Regions from separate parts of the Mus musculus genome. Here region 1 is linked to region 2. The links are chromatin contacts, called in public HiChIP or PLAC-seq maps. All regions are on one chromosome and are shown on one strand. Each heading gives the region's core, a stretch centred on a gene start, on an enhancer-like site or on the middle of the called end of the contact. The rest is flanking DNA. Distances are from core to core; before and after follow the strand shown.

Region 1 (7,061 bases), core at 1,706-4,205, 450 kb before region 2:
CTGCTTGGTTATAATGCAGCACCTAATTATCATGTGGTCATAAAGCCAGAAGAGGACATGTGTGCTGAGTTATGCAGCCTTGCAGAGAACTCTGTACAAGGTCACTTTCCAGATAAGGCCAGCCACCTGTGTTCAGGGACACTCTCCAGACAAAGCTAGGCAGAGACAGGGAAGCCCCACAGAGAAAGGGAGTGAGCTCAGAAAGCCATCCAGTCGTGGAGGCCTGAACCCTTAGTAGCAGGCTTCTCCATCAGTCTTGTGCAAAATGGCCACGCTGACAGTGAGTTCATGTGTCTAACAGCTATGTTATGGAACTTTTGAAAATACTTTTTAGTACTACTTGGACATGCTATTTAGATTTGCCTGCTGTTCAACCTATTGTCTGACACACTGCGGCACACTCAGAGCTGCCTATATTGTTGAAGAACAGGAGTTATTTCATTGTGAGGTTGGCCAGAGATCTAGAATCAAGTTCTCAACACTCCGTTGGTGAAGCAAACTAATGTTTTTCTTGTGACTTCTCAGAGACTTGAAAAACAAATGTGTTTTGTGGATTACCAGGAAGGCTCCAAGACTTGTAATAACTTAACTATTTAAATTTAACTAATATGTAGACAAATAAAGACACAGGAGGCAGGAATTGAGATTAAACCTGCTAGCTCAGAGAGGTAACTTTAGTCTCTTAACTATATACAAAATACTATTTTCAGACCTGATTCAACAACTAAACTGCTAGCTCTTTAGAAATCTCTTTCTATAGGCTCCTCGAAACCCAAGAGAGCTCTTTTGCTCTCCTTCCTGATGACTGTTTTCGTTTGCATCCTGCCAGCTGCTTCTCCGTGGTTCCTGCACGCCCAAAGTGAAAATCTCTCTCTCACCCAGAGCTCCTTCCATGAAGCTCTTCCAAGCCAAAAGAGTGCTGAAAGAGACCTTTACAGTGGGGTAGCTCGAGGCCATCTAACTGACTTTGCCTTTCATCATAGAGCAAAGACCACATGACCTCCATCTAGCAACAAGCCTTAAAATAGACAGGAATTTTCCATTCTTTAGAATTCTTATCTATGTAGGCTTTTAGAGGCACACCCAAACTGCACAATTTAGGACATACCTAACTGCACCTGATAAATGCAATGTGTTTCTAGGCTTTCATGTTTTGCTAACAATTTGGTTTTCTATGTATAATAACCAAATATCCTGTAACATCAACCAGAATAGACAGGGTCTCTCAAGCTTATTTGTCCATGGGAGGTGTATAAGTTTTGTGGACTTACATTTCATGTAACACATGAACTGATGGCAAAGCAATGGTCTTTCAAATATAGTTTTCCTGGGCTGGCAAGATGGCTCAGTAGGTGAGGGTGCTTGCCACTGAGTCTTGTGGTCTGAGTTTGATCCCTGAGACCCACCTGGTGGAAAGAGGGCTGACTCCTATAAGTTGTCCTCTGATTTCCATATGCATGCTATGGCATGCACAGCCACAAACACAGGCGCACACACACACGTACACACAAATTAATTAATGTTTTTAAACAGTCATTTTTCTATTATCCTCCAGGTTTAATCCTTTCTGCTTTCTTTGCTTAGAGAACAAGACTTTAGTCTGAGAGTCCCCGCTGTGACCCTTCCCTCTCTCCAGCTGGATCTCCCACAGTCTCCGTTTGGTTGCAGCAAATTTGCTGGGTCTGGGGCCCAGGTCAGTCTTTCACTAACAGAAAGCGTTAGTGGCTTTGCTGTGGCACTAAACACTTTCTGTCCAGACATCCTGTTTTGGTGTGTATGACAAAGTGCTGTCAGAATGCTAAAAAAGAGGTTTGCTGGTGAGATGGCTCAGCGGTTAAGAGCACTGACTGTTCTTCTGAAGGTCCTGAGTTCAAATCCCAGCAACCACCTGGTGGCTCAAAACCACCCTTAATAAGATCTGACTCCCTCTTCTGGAGTGTCTGAGGACAGCTACAGTGTACTTACATATAATAATAAACAAATAAATCTCTAAAAGAAAATGCTAAAATGAAATAATTAGACCTGTTCAGTTCACTGAGAGTCTGACAGTGGTAAAAGCTTATCCTACACTAAGACATCTAAAGGACTTTTCCTGAAGTTTCTTTCTGGTTTTGGTTAATTATATGCCAAATTTGGTTAATTATATGTTATACAGAAAAGCAGTTATAGAGTTCTCCTTCAGCCACCAAAGAAAAATTATAAACAAACGGCAACAACCTCAAAAAGAGGCTAAAGCTGTAGCTCAGTTGACAGAGTGCTTGCCTAACAGGCCTGAAACCTTGGGTTCAATTCCCAGCACCCCGTTAACCAGGCATGGCGGCACACACCTGTAATTCTAGCACTGGAGAGGTGGAGATGGGAAAGGACCAAAGCAGAAAAATGGGAGTCCCACACCCTCAACACACACTGAGAAACAGCCAAAAGCTTGCGTAGAATGAAGTGGGCAGGGTTGGTGGGGAGCTTTATTAGCTGTGAATACCAGCAGTCGCTCCTCCACTGGCCTCGTCCCAGAGAGATTTTTCTCTCCCACCAAGGAACCCTCACCTGCCTTTGACATCTTCCTTTGACATCTGCCTGCCTGGCCGAGCAGCTCCCGTGGTACCAGGAAAGCATTCCCTGTTGTCAGGAATGTGGGAGGCCAGTGTTGTGTATGAAAATACCCGTCTTTTCAGGTCTAAAGGTAGAGTTTTCCTACTAAACAGCGGTTCCCAACCTCCAAACTAGCGGAAGAGAGGTGAGGATCAAGGAAGTGGCCAGGGGGAGGGGGCATATACCACCTTCAGCCTCTGGGATCTCACTGTCCCAGCTCTGCTAGTCCCCCTTTGGATAAACTAGAAAATAATGCAGAGTTCTCTAGCCCCACCCAGGAACAACAGCCACAGCCCCGCCTCAGGCATTCCAGAAAAACACAACTCAGGCTAGGTCAGATGAATAGGACAGAAGCGGAGCTTCAGGGTCAGGTGACTGTCACCGTGCGGAGAACGCAGCTCCTCAGCCAATCAGAATGGATGAGCAGCGCACAGTTCCTGCTTCTGAGCCAGCAGAAAGTCGCCTTTGCAGCGGCAACGGGAACCCAGGAGCTGCAGACTGATAACCACAGCAAGGTGTGGGGATATGTGAACAAGATCAGTGCAAAGTACGGCCTGTGTTTCTCTACACAGGACAGAGGTTGTCTGCGTCAGTTCAGTTTTCTCTCTGATCGTGGTTGTCGCCGAGGTGCTGAGTGTGGGGACTGACCATACTGTTTTTTCCTGGAGACTCTATACTCAGTGTTAGAGAAGGGTGGAGGCCCCGGATCCTCATTTCAGAACAAGTCCAGGCAAATACCGTTCATGTTAGTCATGCATTTATTTAACTGTCATTTACAGCATCGAATGTTTAATAAGTGTATACTAAGTGACAGGTGGTAGCTGAGGACCTGGAGCCCCCATGTCATCTACCTGTTCATCTTCCTGAAACAGGATGTGGGCTATGCCACAAGACAACTCTGACGCAAAGAGAGGTTTGATCCCTCGTACCACATAAACCAGGTGTGATGGTGCAGGCTGTAATCCCAGCTCTCAGGAGGTGGAAGCATAAAGATCAGAAGTTCAAGGAAACCAACAGCTATAGTCAGCCTGGGTATGTGTGTGTGTGTGTGTGTGTGTGTGTGTGTGTGTGTGTGTGTGTGTGTGTGTGTAGATTGTCATTTTCTTTTAAAAGAAACACCATATAATATATACCATATATATCATTATATATATATATATATATATATTGAGCCCAGGTTCCCTGGAAGAGCAGCCAGTGCTCTTAACCACTGAGCCATTTCTTCAGCCCTGGTATTTGACATAGTCATCCTCCCACTGTTTCTCTATAGGAAGATACCCCTCTTCTACCTTCTGTATGTGGTCATGAGAGGACTGTGACCAAGCCCTGCCCCCTTCAAAATATACCCATAACCCAAAAGCTAGGTCCATTCCTCTCTCTGGGGAATTTCTGTTCACGGGTGTGACATTAGTGCCTGTTCAGTTCCCCAAAGGCTATTATGCTGGTAGGAAAGCATGCAAGCGGGTGAGATCACAATGTCAGATGAGAGCCAGAAGGCCAGACGGTACTCAGGGGTTCAGGCTGAGACTTCTGTAACAATTCACTCTTGTGGGAGATAATTCTCTTATTCTTGTCTGAGGGTGGTGCCCATGATGACTCGGGGCTGGAGAGCTGGAGCAGCGGAGCCCTGGCTGCTCTTCGAGAGAGAAGACCTGGGTTTGATTCCCAGCACCCACATGAAGGCTCACAACTATTTACAACTCCATTTCCTGGGGATCTGTTGCTTCTGGCCTCTTCAGGCATGGCATGCATACAGTACACACACCTGCACTCGGGCGCACACACACAAAGAGAGAAAATAAAAATAAATAAATACATATTTTTAGAAAACCTCCTACCAAGCCCACCTCTTCAAATTCCCACCATTTCAATAGCAGTATACGATGGGTCAGGCTTCCAACCTAGGAATCCTCAAGAAAGTACCTTATATCCAGACCATGGTGTGTTCCCTTTAATTCTGTGAGGTACTTATATTCTTGCAATAGTCTTAAATTTTTTTCTCTAAAAGTTGTAAGAGTTGGTTTGTATGGCTTGTCACAGAAGAGCTTTGACTAATGTTCCTTGAAGCCTTACAGAAAACTATCCCAGAATAGTGTAACTACTACCAGCCACAAAACTAGGACCCCACCACCACCACCACCACTGAAAGAAAATTCTATTGTCCCTTGATTGCAGTCACCTCCTCCGGTTTGCAAAAGGCATGGAGGACTCTGACAGGATAGTGCTTGTGTCATCTTGAAAGCATTAGGAAGCACCTAGATTAGTGAGTATACATCCTGCTGTATCTAGAAGGATATTTCCAGAGAGAATTAACAAGGGGGGGGGACCTCTCTGTGGGTGTGGGTAATACTATGCTATAAACTTCCCAGAGAGGAAAAACTTAAAAACAAAACAAAACAAACAAACAAACAAAAAACAGGAAAGGGGAAAGCCAGTGATATAGACATCACTAGCTGCTTCCTGCCACTGGGGAGCGCTCTGTTCTGCTATCCCTCCATCTTTCCTCTCTTAGACTTCTCTTGGGCATTTGGTCACAGTAATGTCAGACCAATACACTTTAGTCTGCTTATGCTCAGACAGCTCCAGGCTGAAGCATCGGGGCAGCTCTCACCCCCAGGTTTCCGGTGGCTTCAGTGTCTCTACTGCATAGTTTGCCTCAGCACAGTTTGCCTCAGGTAGGATGTCCTCTGGGAATCCTTGCACTTCTGCCCAGGCTGTATTGACCCACACACCACTGAGTAGGCTGGTATGTGTTTTAGCATACTGGGACATCCTTCTGGGAGCTCAACTGGGAAGTACTTCTAATTGGAGTTACACATGACCTAGGACAGAGTTCTAAAGGAGGCTAAGGGAGGCAAATCCACACAGGACCAAAACCACCCCACAGAGTGGGGGGGACAAGAAAAATCGGGGAATGGAGTGGTGGCTCAGTGGGTAAGAACGGTCACTGGGCAAGTACAAAACCAGGGTTTGGATCCTAGAATCCACATTAAGAAAAGCTAATGTAGCTACCTGCACACTTGTAATCCCAGCACGGTGGGGGCAGAAACAGGAGATCCACGGGGGCTTCCTGATTGCCCTCCTAGCTCCAGGTTCAGTGAGAAACTGCGCCTCAAGGGAGTAAGATGGAGTGTGGTAGAGCAGATACCAGATGCCCTCTGGCCTCCGCACACCCACGTGTGTATGCACAGGCTTAATAAAAGAAAAGGTTGTGACTTAGCTGTTGTTCTATGCTGTGATAAAACACCAAGGTAATTTATAGGAGAAGGTTTTATTTGGGGCTTGTAGTTTCTGAGGGTTAGAGTGCCTTACCACCACGACAGGGAACAAGGCAATGACAAGCAGGCATTGGAGCAGTAGCTGAGAGCTTACATCTTGACCTACAAGCAAGAGGCAGAGAGAAACATTAGGAATGGCGTGGGCTTTTGAAACCTAATTGCCTGTGCCCACTAACATACATCCTCCAACAAGGCCACACCTCCTAATCCTTTCCAAACAGTTCCACCAACTGGAAACCAGGCATTCAACTGTATAGGTCTATGGGAGTCACCCTCATTCAAACCACCACAAGACAGAAAGAAAAGATAGCCAAGGGCAATACATATGTGGAGGTAACATCCAGAGTAAGTCAGGTGTACATTTCAAAAGCCTTTTCCCAATACGACCACACAGGACACACTAAGGCCCCCAGCATCCAACTTTGGCAAAGTGTGGATTCTTGTCATGCAGGAAGCTCACCAAAAACTCAGGGTCCAAAGTATTTATTGGCAGCTGGTCCTATAGGTACCCAGTGTCTGCACATACTGTAACTTAAGGACTCCAAAATGAAAGCATGCATTGCCATAAACCCTATCATACGGCAGCCAAAGCACTAAGAGATATTCTCATCACTTAGGGGATGGAGTGGACGTCCCTAAAATCAACCAAGGACCAACTTTATAAGATTTGCAAGGGAGCAGCATCAGGCCTGGTCTGTTAACGCTTTTTCAAAAATGAATACACTGCCTCCCTTTCACCCTCTGTCATTTCTTCTAGACTGGGTTTTGCGTAATCAGTATATTTGTTAGTTTTTTGTTTTTGTTTTGTTTGTTTGTTTGTTTGTTTGTTTTTGGTCAACTTAACACAAACTGGCGTCACTCTTAGTTGTTGAACCTTCTCTCCAGTTCCAGAACCAGGTTCTATGTGTGTGGTTCTTCTGGTCCTTACAGTTTGTTTTTCTGTTTTTCTTTTTCTCTTAAAGCAGGTTATCCCAAGATCCCTTGTGTATTTTTTTGTTCAATTCCAGAATGAGTAGTTTCTCTAGGAAATGTTTCTTTAATACAAACTTAGTATTTAGCATTTACAGCATAGGTTTTAAAGCACTTAATCTTACTCAGGCAGTGTTGGCACACGCCTTTGATCCCAGCACTTGGGAGGCAGAGGCAGTCGGATCTCTGAGTTTGGAGGCCAGTCTGGTTTGCTAAGCCAGTTCC
Region 2 (7,508 bases), core at 3,659-6,158:
GAGATCCTGTCTCAAAACAAAACAAGCAAACAAACCTGAAATGAAATTCAGGAAGAATGTCATTTACTAGCTCACAGCTAAAAACAAGCTATTAGCTTACTTCAATATAGAAGACACTGAAAGTTAATGTACAATAAATTAATATATGTGTGTTGCAGATAAAGTATGTTGCTATGCACTCTGGTCGAGTCAGTTTGACAAGCCGAGAGGCTTGGAAGCTACTCACGAGACAGAAGAGTTTCACGGAAACTCACTCCTGGAGTCTGGCGTTTTCTCTAACCCATACATAAATATTCCATTCCCACATTAGTCTGAAGTATGGATCCGCGTGCTCTCTTTTAGTATTATCCTATTATAAGTGCCTTTTAAGATTGAATTCTGACATAGCTAAAGCCTTCGCCAGTGTTCCAACAGTCCTAGAACGTCCTTGAGCAAGACCATGGGCTTGAAATTCAGTAAGAATGTTGCTATTCAGTGACATTCAGAATTGCCTCTGGTATTACACTATCACTTTGAATAAAAGCTAAGGCACTGCCCTACACAGGAATTTACCATCACCTAGGAAGAAGGAAGTTTCAGACCTAAGGAGAAACCAGAATAGATACTTAGAACTATAGCTGAGTTACACCCATACACACGTATTTACAATGGCCTAGGGGGAAGGTGGACTATACAATAGACTAAAATAGGAACTATGGCAAGGGCACGAAGCCCTTGACCCTGGCTTCTAAGATTAAGTGAATCTTAGGTGGAGCCCTTTTTGAACCCTGTTGTTAACAATGAATTCTATCCCAGGTGGTTCCCTTAGACCTTCTGTGTTTGCATTCCTCTGTTTTATGTAAGAATCCAGTAACCTCTTTGTACCTTGCGAGTGTGTCACCCAACTTCCTTATTTTCTTCTGTATAAAAAGTTTGATGCTCGATTTGACATTACATTCAGATTCTACACAACCTCTCCTGTGTGCATCGGTCTGTCATTCCATCTGATGCTTTGCCCACCCACGACTAGAGAGCTGTTCCATGCAGACAAAGGGGCCCAGAGGGTCTGCGGCAGTATGGAAGGCTCATTTCCATATGTTTGGGTAGAATAACTACAGAAGGAGGCAGAGGTGGTCAGATCTTTGCACTTCCAAACCTATTCACTATGACAGTGAAAGCTAAAACCGGGGTTGACAAATCTGGGTACACAAATCTCTAAAGGGGAACTGAAGTCTCTAACGTGACTTTATAATGCAGTAAGCATTTCTTCTTGGAGTGCTGAACAAAAGGGATATAATTGTTTCTTTAATCAACAAGAAGACACATTCATTAAAAAGACCCCAGAATATATTAAAGTGTTTTAAAATCTTCTCTATGATAACATAACAGTTCTAGGGGCTGGAGAGATGGTTCAGGCTGTGAGTGCTATACTGCTCTTGCAGAGGGCCCCAGTTAGGTTCTCAGTGTCTATGCTACAAGGTCACAACCAACTCTAGCTCTAGTTCTTGGTGGACACTTCACCTCTGGCTTCTGACAGCTCCTGGACTCATGTATACGTGTCTATACAGAGACATACTTACAAATGTAATATCAAATTAATAAAAATAAATATTAAGGAACAGGGTTTAATGTCACTCAGGTGCTACCTTCTTGTCACTCTGGGAATTGGAGATGAGCAGAGTCTTTATTGTTTAAGGTTGTCCTTTGCTCCCTAGGACACACAGCAGCATCGCCGAGAGTGTGAGTACTGGCACTAGCTGTTGGGCTGGTGATTGGAAGGGACCAGCTGGGACTATATTCTCAAAGGTAGTGAAAAAATAGGGCTTTTTTGGAGATAATGGTAGATCATCACAAAGCCTAGGTATGCTTCAGATTCCTGCAGCTGCTGCGGCTCCTGCTGCTGATGCGGCTCCTCCTTTAAAAACTGTCATTGTCCTGCATTAACCTCCCAAATTGCTGGGATTGCCAGTATACTCCCACTCCTGTGTAAACAGCCTCCTAATGGAAGAAGGAGTTCGTCTTGCTGACCTGAACTTCTGGTAGAATGTGTTTCCAGATGCTTGTTGTAGCACTTAGAACTTTAGCTGTACCCACTGTGCATATACATTGTTGTTCCAACTGATCACCTCAGAGGCCTGGGGAGGGTGATTAATTGTGTTTCCTCAGTTATATATGTCACAGTTTAGGGAATATGTATGGATAGGTATAAAAGTCCAAAAGTAAAGGGGAAATGTTACCAGTACAGTTTGCAATAAGTTTTTGCTGTGCCTGGCCGAATAGAAGGATGCTACCACACCCTGCAAAACCTCCAAAGTTCTCTCTGTCAAAGACCCACTGGCTGAGCTACACACACACACTCAGAAAGATCACCATCTATTGGCAAATCCAGGGAGCTGCAAGTGCTTCACCTCCTATACGTTAGTAAAAGGCACAACCCTTCAACTTCCTTTCTACTTGGTGCTAAAGTTCATTTAGGGCATAAGATTTCCAGGGCCCTTTACAGCTGTGAAGTAAAAATAGTTTTTACTGTCTTTAATGGTTTGGTGGAGGGGTGGGGGGAGGCAAATGAATTTTGTAGCAAAATACCTAGACAAAATTCAAATTTCTGTTACTCTAAATATAACTATCAGAAAGCAAGCACACTCACTTGCTCACGTCTTTCCTACAGATGTATTTGTAGCATGGTGGCTATGTCCCTTAGAAAACTTGGAACCAGCGGGGCCAAAAGTGCTTACTGATGACCTTTTACAGAAAATGCTTGCCAGCCCCTGCTGAGTCTAATAATAGGATGGTCAGAGTGCTTGGCAATATTAAACAGGCCAGGAAGAGCTCGTACACTCCTAGGCTCATCCATTTGTGCCATAAGCAATGTGAGAGACCAACGAGAACGTTTAGAGACTGAATTAAGGGGGTGCTAAATAAACAAGGGGAATGGCATTGAAAATAAAGGTGAAGGGCTACCCAGATGGCTCAAAGGTTAAGAGCTCTGTACTGCTTTTGCAAAGGACCTGAGTCAGGTTCCCAAAACCCACATCAGACCACTTATAACCAGACATGTCTCCAGGGGATCTGATGCATCTGACCTCCTAGGACACACACACATGGGCACATACCGTCTCCACACAGAAACACACTACACGCAGGGCGTGGTGGCTGGCACACACCTTTAATCCCAGCACTTGGGAGGCAGAGGCAGGCGGATTTCTGAGTTCGAGGCCAGCCTGATCTACAAAATGAGTTCCAGGACAGCCAGGGCTACAGAGAAACCCTGTCTCGAAAAGCCAAAAAAAGAAACACACTACACACACACACACACACACACACACGATTATGAGCAGATCTTTAGGAACACCACGTTTCTATTTCTTTGTAAGTTTTTATGTAATACAGAATATTTTAAAAATAAAATTAATAAATATTTTTAAAGGGTAGAGGGAAGAGAGAAAGTCACTCACATAATAGCCCATTATATGTTGTCTAATTACAGCACAGACCAAAACCTCAGGTTCTCTCTTGTCCCTGTGTTATTAATAAGCGTGGAATCATTAATGGACTGCTTGTCTCTGTGTGAAGCCTTTTACGGACGGAGTTTATTAGGCAGTCGGGGAGTGGCAATGCTTGGCAACGGAAGCAAGTGCAGCCTGTTGACTTACACAGTAGTGTAGTATTAACCGGAAGCAGGGCCTTTAACATGGTCCAGTGGGTGAAGGGGCTTCTAATTCCAGCACTTGGGAGTCTGAGGTAGAAGGATCCTGTATTCCAGGCCAGCCTGGGAGTAAAGCAGTCTTCGGCTTTAAAAACCAAAGACCCTAGTGGAGCTTCCTGGCTCACTCGTTAAATTTCAGCCCTTGCGAGACTGAGAGATGATAGAAAGGGATTGGTGAAGGCGAGTGGAAATGAAGGGTAGACAGACATCTCCTGAAACAGAACTGATCTTTAATCAGAACTGAAGGGCTGCAGTCTCTCAGGGAAGTGAGACTATGCCCAAGTGGCACGTGTTGGGGAGTAAGGGGTTGGGTTTTGTAGGACTGAAAGGGGGGGGGGGAGGCGGAGGGAGGGAGCTTTGGGGTTGGAAGATTCCATTTGCAGGTCAGTTCCCCTGCAGTCAGGAAGTGGGAGAGGCTAGCGGGTCTGGTATGTGGATCTCCTTATCAGAAGCTTCAGCAGTCAACAGTCAACTCTGGGCTTCTCAGTCCATCTGAGGTTTTTAAGTGATTACTTCAATCCATGCTTGGGACCAGCCTGAGCTAAAGTAAGACCCTATTACACATGGGTCGGTGTGCTGCCAAGCCCCAGAAGCTGAGTTCGACTTCTGGGGTGCATAAGGTAAAAGGAGCCCCACCCTCACTCCGCTCCACACAAAATAATGACCATGTAAAGAAAACTAAAATATACTTTAGTAGTACCTGTGTGATGTTGTATCTATGTAATAGGAGCGTGTATGGTGAGCATACCGTGTGTGTGCTTTGAGGAATACTATGCACGAACGTGTATAATCTAAGAGGGAATTTATGGACTATGCTAGCTAGCAACGTACCATGAGCAGGGATGGTGCTTAATATTTAGTCTTAATATAAGAGCACAAGAAAGAGGAAAGGCAGATGTGCGTTTCTTAGATATTTTGGCCGGTGGATCCATACATTTCCAGACTCACTTTGGCTTCCGGGCTGAACCTCGTCACTAGGTTTCTTTCCTCCAATGGCAAGAAGGACCGACACCCAAGCTCCTACCCACACGGACAGAGCCGGTTAGTCCGAAATGGCGGGAAGGGGCGGAGCACACATGGAGGGCGGGGCTAGAAAATTTCCCGAGGGCTCGGCCGCCCTGCTGCGCACGCGCACCTGCGCGCCCCCGCCGCCATGGCGCTGGCGCTGTCCAGTCAGCCGCGGGTGGTGGCGGCGACTTCCCCTCAGGAAGTCAGGTCTCCGCCTCCTCCCCCCCTCCCACCCCGCCTGCTCTGCGGCGGAGGCGGCGGCGGCGGCAGCGGTGTCTCTGCCTCTCCGCCACCTCCACCGCAGCCTCTGACCCCCGGCCGGCGTTGTTGGCGGGGAGGGGGACAGTAGTTGTAGACGCCCGCCCCTGCCTCAGAGAAGGTGAGTTCCCGCCCGGCGGCGGGGGCGGCCCGAGCTCCAGCCCTCAACTCCCGCGGCCTGGTGAAGGCCGAGCGCCCCGGCCCCGCCCCGCCGCGCCTTCGAAATGGCCGACGAGAGCCGGGCGCGGCCCCCCTCGGAGCGCCTGACTCTCTCCTCAGAACCCCTCAGCATCCGCGGCGCCATGGCCGAGGGACCTCACGGCCTGGCGAGGAAGCCGAGGTCCGAGGGGGCTAGGAGAAGAGGCGGCCGAGCCGAGGGCAGTGGGGGTTCAGTGAGGAATCCCCGTCCTCCAGCGACCCCGGGAGAGAGCAGCCTCGGTTTGGTGCAGGAGCGTGGACAGGAGACTTCCCAGCAGGCCACTTAGCGACAGGCATGAGTGGGGAATTAGGGAGCTCTGGACAGGAGGGTGGGAGCTTCCAGGTTTCCTCAAGGAAGAGGAGAGGTGAGGTGGAGGGGACGGATCACCCCGAAGCTTTTCTAGGCTTCTGGATTGCCAGGAAGACGAGTTAGAAAAAAATGTCCAGACGTCTCTTGACCGTAGTAACCCGAGTTTTAGCATTTTTTGACCAGTGTGAGAGTGGCGAGAAGCAAGATTTTATTCCAACCCTACTGACTAGGAGCAGAACTGAGCTGTGTTCTGGAGTGCTCCGAGTGACTTTGGCCTTTAAAAAAAAGTGTAAGGAGAGAAGGCCTGAAGTAGACAGGAGAGGTGAAAACTCCCCAAGGGTTAGGCATTGCTTCTGCCGGCTGAGAACTAGGAAGTTAGGCGCCTCCTTCATCCCAGTTACATTTCAAAGAATTGCTTCTATAGACTCTGAAAGACCGCTGAGCTGTGGGAAATAAGCTTAAAATGAGGGGATAGTTAGAGTCTTTGTTGGGCGTGGTGCTGAGCGCCTTAAATCCCTAGCAGTGGAGGGGCAGAGGCCATCCTGGTCTACATGAGAATTCCTAGCCAGCACGAGCTATAGAGTGAAACACTACCTCAGGAAAAAAAACAAAAATGGCCTGGGACCGGGCAGAATTTGTTAGCTTTTTAAGAGTGAGCTCTACTGTGGGTAGAACTCCTTAGACCCCAGCATCACAAACACGGAGGCGTGTCATCTGTTGAGGGCTAAAATAAACAGTAAACCTGACAGCCAGAGCTTTTCCTTAAAGTGTGGCAGGGGTGTCCCAGGCACTTGACACTGGGCACCGTGTTAAATTGTGATTTAAGTCGCTTTTTATGGATGGAGGTTTGGAGAGTTTTGACATTCTCACCAACACATTTACCAAAACACAAAAGCTGTAGACTACCCCAGTAGATGTGTGTGTGTGTGTGTTATAGGTACTACACACCTGAGACAGCCTGCACCTGTGAGATAAATCTTTAAAGCAGTTTTGGAAATAATTTTATATCGTGGCATTTGATTCCCCACTGCAGAAGAGTTCAGTAAAACACCAAGAAACAGAAAAACTATTTTTAGTACTTTTACCTTATATTGCTCCTTGTCTCCAGTGTGAAAGATAATGGAAGCCAGACTATCACAGGATAATTTAGATTCCTTTTCTATATATAATACCTGTAAATATAACACTAAAAGTAACTTTTTTCATGATATCTGTATTTTATGTCCTTTCACAATTTGGAGAAGTAGCACAGGAGTAAAATAGTATCCTTAAAACATTTTTATGAACACTTCCATGTAGTAAGAATGTTATAAAAATTTATTACAATCAAATAAGTATCTTCAATCAACCGAGAATATCCTGAGAAAATTTTTTATCTGAATTTGTGTGTGTTAAAATTTCTGTCTGTCACCAAGTATGCCAGAATAGTTTTTAGGTGTCAACATGCAATTTTTTTAGTTCTATGGTCAGATCACAATCAACTCTTCATGGAAAAAACAAAACCAACCTTTCTGCCAGTTTCCACATCACTTTTTTTCCCCAGTGATTCTAATATGTGCAAAAGACAGAGTGATAGTCCATATAGTAATAACTGCTGTACCACTTATAGTTAGTGAAAATGAGACTAGTGAGATGGGAGTCTTGATGACCCTGGGAAAGTCCCACACTTGGTCTTGGGTTGTGTCATCTACTGAATGGGGTAATTGGACTAGCCCAGTGCTTCTCAACCAAGGATGTGTCTGACCCAGGCTTCCCATCTTCCGTTCATTTGGAATGTCCAGAGACATTTTTGCTTGTAGCCACTGGACAAAGGAACATAGTAAGCAAATGCTTTAGGTGATCTATTTGGTATAGGACAGAGATGCTGCAACACTCTAAAGACAGCCCCCTTATATACAACATATGATTATCCTACTGAGAAAACATCAGTATTGTCAAGTTTAGAAACCTTACAATAAGCAAACTTCTGAAGGGCTGTGTAAATTAGATTTATAGTTTTGGACTGACTTCCGGGTAGTCTGGTATTCCTTCTGTGGTGTGGCTGTGTGC

What was found. HiChIP or PLAC-seq counts read pairs in DNA pulled down with a chosen protein or histone mark.
Region 1: an H3K27ac HiChIP or PLAC-seq map of extraembryonic endoderm stem cells shows a contact between it and region 2. The contact joins the enhancer-like site here to the promoter of Krcc1 in region 2. A contact is called at or near these places in 1 of 39 promoter capture datasets (the C10 cell line), 4 of 484 Hi-C or Micro-C datasets (the AML12 cell line, B cells, embryonic stem cells and 1 more) and 3 of 115 datasets of contacts at active chromatin or transcription factors (extraembryonic endoderm stem cells, memory CD8 T cells and pancreatic cancer cells).

Annotation. Positions count from the first base shown.
Region 1 is chr6:70,821,681-70,828,741 of GRCm38.p6, forward strand. No RefSeq gene overlaps it. Among named protein-coding and RNA genes, the nearest start is that of Gm30331, 10 kb to the left of the region's middle. Within about 2 kb of position 2,956, at least 344 of the 459 cell types and tissues checked have an H3K27ac peak or open chromatin away from gene starts, as enhancers often do. A contact at or near this core is called in the AML12 cell line, B cells, embryonic stem cells and 3 more, where this site is marked.
Region 2 is chr6:71,266,769-71,274,276 of GRCm38.p6, forward strand. It overlaps Krcc1 (lysine-rich coiled-coil 1), which reads left to right and starts at 4,909. Exons shown (of 3, transcript NM_001354706.1): 1 at 4,909-5,072. Mir8112 (microRNA 8112) reads left to right here and starts at 4,903; the gene lies at 4,903-5,033.